2 separate regions of the Mus musculus genome follow, and region 2 is linked to region 1. The links are chromatin contacts, called in public HiChIP or PLAC-seq maps. All regions are on one chromosome and are shown on one strand. The core of a region is the stretch at or near the end of the contact, and the rest is flanking DNA. Distances in the headings are between cores, read along the strand shown. Region 1 has its middle 26 kb from the start of Lpp. Region 2 overlaps Lpp (LIM domain containing preferred translocation partner in lipoma).

Region 1 (3,076 bases), core at 138-2,637:
GACTTTGACTCTTTAATGAGCAAGGATCAGGGGCCAAAAGGTAAGACAATCGAAGTTCAAAGCAACTGCAGTGGACCAGATTTCTCCTGACATATGACCTTGAATGCAGATCTTTGTCTCCTGTCTAAGCCCATTCTTTTGGTCGTATAAGTGGTCTCAACTAACCCTCTTTGAATGAAAAAACAGAGTCCATTTTGGTGCTTGCAACCAATGACCCTGAAAGAAGGTGATTTGTCCTGTAAAATGTGCAGGACAAATGGGCTTTATTTAAGTGTCAGAAAGATAAATGGTTTTGTTGTTTTTTTCTTTTTCTTTTTGGAGACAGGGTCACTAGTGCAGGCTATATAGCCAAGGAGATTAAGATAATCTTAAATCTCTCATTTGCCTGCCTCTAGCCCCTGATTACTGGGATTATAGGTTCGGCTACAATGCCCAGTTTATGAGGAAGGTAGAGTTTGAATTCTGGGCTTTACGCATGCTAGACAAGCACTCTAACAACTGGGTTAAATCCCTAGTCTCCTACCCACCTGTAAACATTTTCTACTGGATTATAGAAAGATGGTGTTTATAGTATTATGTTCCAACTACATACTGTTCAAGAATGGGACAGCTCGCTACACAAATGCTACAAACTTCTGCTCATCAGAAAAGGTGAAACAAACAAGAAGTAACCATTTGTCAGAGACACTCTTGGGGTGATTTCTGATTCCGGCCAAAGAAAGGACCAGAAATCAGACATCAAGCATTAATTAGATAGTCAAGTACTACAGACCAATACTCTCTAGTCCTCTGGCTATGCATCATCAAAGGCTCGGAGGTGAAAGAAGTCTTGGGTCACTAGCCATCTGCCTGTTGAAGAGCAGGCCAAGTGGACCACATCCCACACCATGACTTAGGGGCTGCTCTGGAAGGGAATCTCATGATGCCTAACACTAAGCTCTTTCCAGCTGGCTCCCATCACCTTCCCTATCACCTCCAGTCCCACGTGGCAAGCTGCTATCTTCTCAGCAAAAGCCTGAGGAGGGCTCTGCTCACACCCTCCGAGAGGTGTCTGTGACGCTCCTGTGTGGGGGAAGCTCTCACACAGTAGTTCTTGCTTATGCCAAAAACACCCTGGGAATAAATAAAGCCCCTCCCTATTCTAACACCTTCTAATCATACCAAAAATGCACGCGAACAGAACAGGAAAAGCTTGAAAATAAAACTAAAGGAGATAGGGATTCTCTGCTATTGAAAGAAATTCCTTAACACGCATCACCCAGGTAATAACTACTTCCTTTGTTGGATCTCATGCAAATTTTTAGAGCTAGAAATGGGGAAGGTGGTTGGGAGGGGCTAGTAAGTAAGTAATCTAAATTCCTGGGTCAGGAGTGAGCATGGAGCACCGAACAGGCAGGCATCTGGCCAGGCAAGCGAGTTTTGGAAATCAGAATAGTTCTTTCCCCCAGGGACTCCCCGAGGGGGAGGTGGATGGGAGGTGTTGCCCAGCTGATACAAATTATGTAGAAAGAGAACACTAAATCAGCATTCTTTTAAACTTTAGGAAAGAACTATTTCCTGCTGCCTAAGGCTTCCTCCGGGAGAGCTAGAGTCTAAGGACGTGCTTCGAGCTGGGTCACCCATTTAGGAAGTGGGTGAGGGACCCCTTAACCTACTAACTTCACTTGTAATGTAAGGCAAGTGAACTCTGTTATTTACTTAGTTATCTAGAGGACAAAAGAAATTTTAGTAAAACTCTGAGCCCCATGCCTGATCCAAACTCAAGGATAAATGAAACGTCATTAAGGTTGCCATTTTCTGCCCTACCCATCACATCCTTCTGCCCCCTATGAACCGAATCTGAAAAGCCCGGTGAGGTTTATTCCTTGGATTCGAGTTTGTTCCCTCACTATCGAGGGCATTCTGACAAAAACAGCCAAGACTCTTGCAGACTGGACTATACTTACTTCTGGTAAGAAAGTTGCACAAATGATGGTCCAAGATGTTATGGGTGCTGCGTTAATTGTGCAAATTGTTTTGCATTCTAGAAATCCTAAATGAGGAGGGAGGGGTTCTGCTATTGTGAGAGACATGCTTTTTTGCTTTGAGTCAGTAAAAGCGATTGATATCTGAGTACAAACATGAACTTTTGAAAACTTCCTCACATGAAGCTCAGGTGTTATTCTATCTCAGGAACTAGTCAGGAATCCAGTCTGCCCCATTTTTAAAAGATTTATTTCTGTTATTTAATTATTATATATGTGTGTCCATGTGAGTATGCAGACATATGCATCCGCTCAGAGTCTAGAAGTGGAGGTTAGACCTCCTGGAGTTGAAGTCATAGGCAGCTGTGCAGATACTAGGTAGAAAACCTGGATCCTCTGCAAAAGAATCAAGTGATCTCCGCCACACACACAGCTGCCAGTTGTATAATGGTTAGACTACTGTGATTATTATGTTACTTAAGCTCTGCCTTCAGCTACCTCTAGCTTTTGAGTTTATTCCTATCCCTCTGGACTTACAAGGACAAACTTGTCTCTCTCTTCTGTGAGTTACCGATGGAAGGAAGCCAACGCTTTTTTAATACTAGTGCACAACGATTTATATAAGAATATCAAAACATAGACCATTTCACTCTCTAAAATTAACCATGAATCTGTTTATGGTGACCATGGCAACAAGTAGGCATATATATATATATATATATATATATATATATATATATATATATATATACATATATATATATATATATACACACACACACACACACATACATATATAGTGTATAATCTACCTGTGGCTTAAGTTCTAACAGAGTTTTAGGTTCACAAACATCAAGATTGAAGATGTTGATTAGACCTCATAGGTCTGTGTTAGGGTATTGACAGGCATGCTGATTCCAGGCCCAAGTTCACCACTTGTAAGAAATAGAAGCTGTGGTAGAGTGTTAGAGCCAGCAGTGAGGGACAAAACCTGCTTTTAGATGTGTGTGGAAAGCAGGGCTTTGCATTAGTTTCAGTGCTATAGTTTCTATGAATGAATAATTTGAGTTGCCATAATTTTACACATTTTTGTTTGTTTGTTTGTTTTTTGA
Region 2 (3,161 bases), core at 244-2,743, 120 kb after region 1:
GGACATTTGGTGATGGACTTTAGGCATGGCTTTGGCTGAATACTGTAAATACATTAAGCCATTTGGTGATGGATCAATCCTTGTGGCAATAGATCTTTATTTGTCTAGGGAGGTGCCAGTGCCACTGGGGAAGGTCCTCAGCGTCCTTGGACCAGTTTACCTATAAATGGCTTCCATATCCACTACCTTCTCATCCTCTTGCCTGTTTCAGATGTGTGTGTGTACACACGTATGTACATATATGACCTATACATTGTTTGTCTCCTGCATGTACTTCTAGTCTTTGTTTTCAGCAGATAATCTTGTCATGGAACACAATTTGTAGAGCATTTTATATCCTCATGTTAATTTATTTGCTGCATAATCACTGTGATGTTAACATCATAGCTAATCTTGGATATACTGGAAAAAAACATGTTAGACATACACTGTAATTTTCCACTTTGCAGATGTGGAAACTGAGGCTTGGAGAGGTTGAGAGGACCCTTGGAATAGGAGAGTGTATTTATTTGCTGTTTGCTTAGCTCACTGCAAAATCAATGTGTTAATTACCCACTGCAGTTCTCCAACACCAAGGGCTGGAGACTCAGCTTGTTCACCTCTCCCTCTGCCGTCATGAGTAGAATATGACAAGGTTAGCCCTGGGCCCCCTTTGCAAGAAGAGACCCTTGATTGGTGTTTTCAAGGGTCTGCCGAGAGGTCCAGCCAGTCCCGACCTTGTCATTACAAGAAGCTCATTCTTGAAGCAAAGCCAGGGAAACAGATGTTGCAAGAGAGCGGGCTTTTCTGGAATATTCCTGTGATCCCCGTGCTCAGTGGTCAGTGCTTCCACCTAGCCATCACGCTCTCCCATGGCTGCATGGTAAAATCACCTGGGAGCTTTGGATTCATAACCATGGTTAGGTTTCCCCTTTTAGGTTGGTACTGGAATGGGCTGGGTTGAGGCCCTGGGTCTTAGCTTTCTTCTGCCTGTCTCCTTAGGGAGGAGAACACCTGCTTCTTGTTTTCATTCCTTTTTTTGATGTTTTGAAACCAGCAACCAGTCAATATCACAATGTTACTTACTGAGAGTTTATTTACTGAGCCCTTTTCAGGTGTCCAAGGCAGTGGAGAGGATGGTATAAGAACGGCATGAGTGTACGTTGAATCGAGTGGGCCATCCAGACTGTATCAGTGAGAGCCACCTGAAGACAGAGCAGTGGCCTTTGTCATCTTCCCTTCTTCACTACTTACCTCCACACCAGATTGGCAACCCTGGCCGGATGTCATTTCCAGTCATGAAGTGTCATTCCCCACAGTTGTACTCCGGAGCATACCATGTCTTGTTTACAGTGACTGGGATATTTGTTTGTAGTGTCTCCCTTTTGCTTCCTGCACCAACTTGAATTTACAAAAGATCCACTTCAGTTGTCATGCTCCCTAGGCGCATCCAGTGCATACAGTGACAGTCTGCCTTTCTGCTGTGGAAATACCCAAAGTCCGTCGCCTGTCACTGTGTGTTCTCTCCAAAATTAAGGTCATTCTTCATTGCCCCTGGGTGCCAGCCAGCTGAGCTGTACCCTGGCCTTGGATCTGTCCCATCCCGACTTGTTCCGGTACCTCCTGGTGGTGGAACACTCACTGTCCTGAAGCCACCTGTCATTTTCCCAGCGAGAAATAATCTTCCCTTCACTAGAGCCACACACTGCTCCGAGGGGGAACATTTAGGACTCATCACATTGTACCTCGAGCGTCTGCCACTGTCCACTTCAGGAGGGTGGGGTAGCCTCTGCTTACTTCTGGCACCTTCTGCCGTGCCAGGAACATGGGACTCATTCCAGCATGGATTCCATGAGTAACTGGATCACTTTTAGTCCATCGCAGCAGTTGTACAGAGTTAGCCTCCTGAGCTCTTGGAAGCTCCGGCGAGCATGTGCAAAAGGTCTACTGTGAGGAAGCAAAATCCAGTGACCTAGTTACAGCCTGTTCCCTGCACTCGTGCCTCTGAGGCAGCCCCAGCTTCAGCTTGAAGAGAGATGCTGTCTCTTCAAGGTGCTGGTTGTTGGCATATCTTCCTATGGGGCCACCACCTTCTTCTTTTCTTTTAAATATGATAACAATGAAATGTCATGTAGAAAATCCAATAATTGCTGACTAGAAATCAAAAAGAAAACAAAACTCACCGTGAGCACTTCTAGTTAGAGCTATGAAGCCTGCGCTTGTTTGATCGATGTAGCATTGTAGGGGTATCCTGTGCTGGTGTGTGTCAGTAATAACTGGTAGAGATGGTCGCTGGTTCTATAGGTAGACTGTTTTCATTCTCAGCACAAAAACTGAGCTACAACACATACTGTCACCATTGCTCTGGTGCCAAAGTGGATTTCGTGGTGGCATAGTGATTAAATATCTAGTATTTCAAAGGGCTTGGGTGTCCTTTTTGTGCCTGAGCTGTGCCCCAGCAGCAGCTATATGAAGAAAGCTACAGAACAATGAAATCAACGCGACTGGAGTTCAACACACCGTTTCTGTAGCATTTGGTGTGTAACCTTATGACGGGCAGGGTGTGGCCGACAGTGGGTGCTGGGAAGGCATGCTCTACCCTCTTTTTCTGTTTGGGATCCTAAGAGATTCCAAGGGCTTTTGTTCCTTTGAGGGAAGGTTCTGGAAGACTACAGCTGTCCCTATATTATCCTCATTTATAGTAATGGATCTTAGCTGAGCCAAGCTACAAATGGCAGGAGAGATTTCAAAGAGCATTGCCTAGTGGGGCTGCAGCTCAGTGGCAGAGCCTCTTTAGACCTTGGAGTCAATTCCAAGCACCGGAAAAGAAGAGAAAGAAAGGATACCGCCTTCCAGTGTGCCATGTTTAGCCTAGAGGTGTCTGGGATGGACAGTAAGACTTGGAGCATAGATGCCCTGCCACACCCTGAGGGCAAACGTGTGCTTTTTCCTCTGGAGTCTTTTGTTTTCTTCTAGTTTGCATTTTATTTTGTTCTCTTTTATTTCTAGATGGTCTTATCACTTGAATGATTTCTAAGCACTATAGTGAATTTGAAGCAGGGCAGGAAAATACAAAGTAGAAAATAAAATTTACCCCTGAATACATTCTGCTTTAATGATCGTTGTTAAATTTTTGGAAAAAAGTTTTCTAGCACCCTCGCCCCCCCCCCATTCCTTCCTAC

Evidence for each region. HiChIP or PLAC-seq counts read pairs in DNA pulled down with a chosen protein or histone mark.
Region 2: a contact with region 1 is called in an H3K27ac HiChIP or PLAC-seq map of heart atrium, with 6 read pairs. The contact joins two enhancer-like sites. A contact is called at or near these places in 7 of 484 Hi-C or Micro-C datasets (embryonic stem cells, liver, morula and 3 more) and 4 of 115 datasets of contacts at active chromatin or transcription factors (embryonic stem cells, heart atrium, intestinal villus epithelium and 1 more).

Annotation. Positions count from the first base shown.
Region 1 is chr16:24,366,259-24,369,334 of GRCm38.p6, forward strand. No RefSeq gene overlaps it. Among named protein-coding and RNA genes, the nearest start is that of Lpp, 26 kb to the right of the region's middle. Within about 2 kb of position 1,388, at least 23 of the 459 cell types and tissues checked have an H3K27ac peak or open chromatin away from gene starts, as enhancers often do. A contact at or near this core is called in heart atrium, where this site is marked.
Region 2 is chr16:24,482,083-24,485,243 of GRCm38.p6, forward strand. All of the region lies in intron 3 of Lpp (LIM domain containing preferred translocation partner in lipoma), which reads left to right. Among named protein-coding and RNA genes, the nearest start is that of Gm24440, 77 kb to the left of the region's middle. Within about 2 kb of position 1,494, at least 28 of the 459 cell types and tissues checked have an H3K27ac peak or open chromatin away from gene starts, as enhancers often do. A contact at or near this core is called in heart atrium, where this site is marked.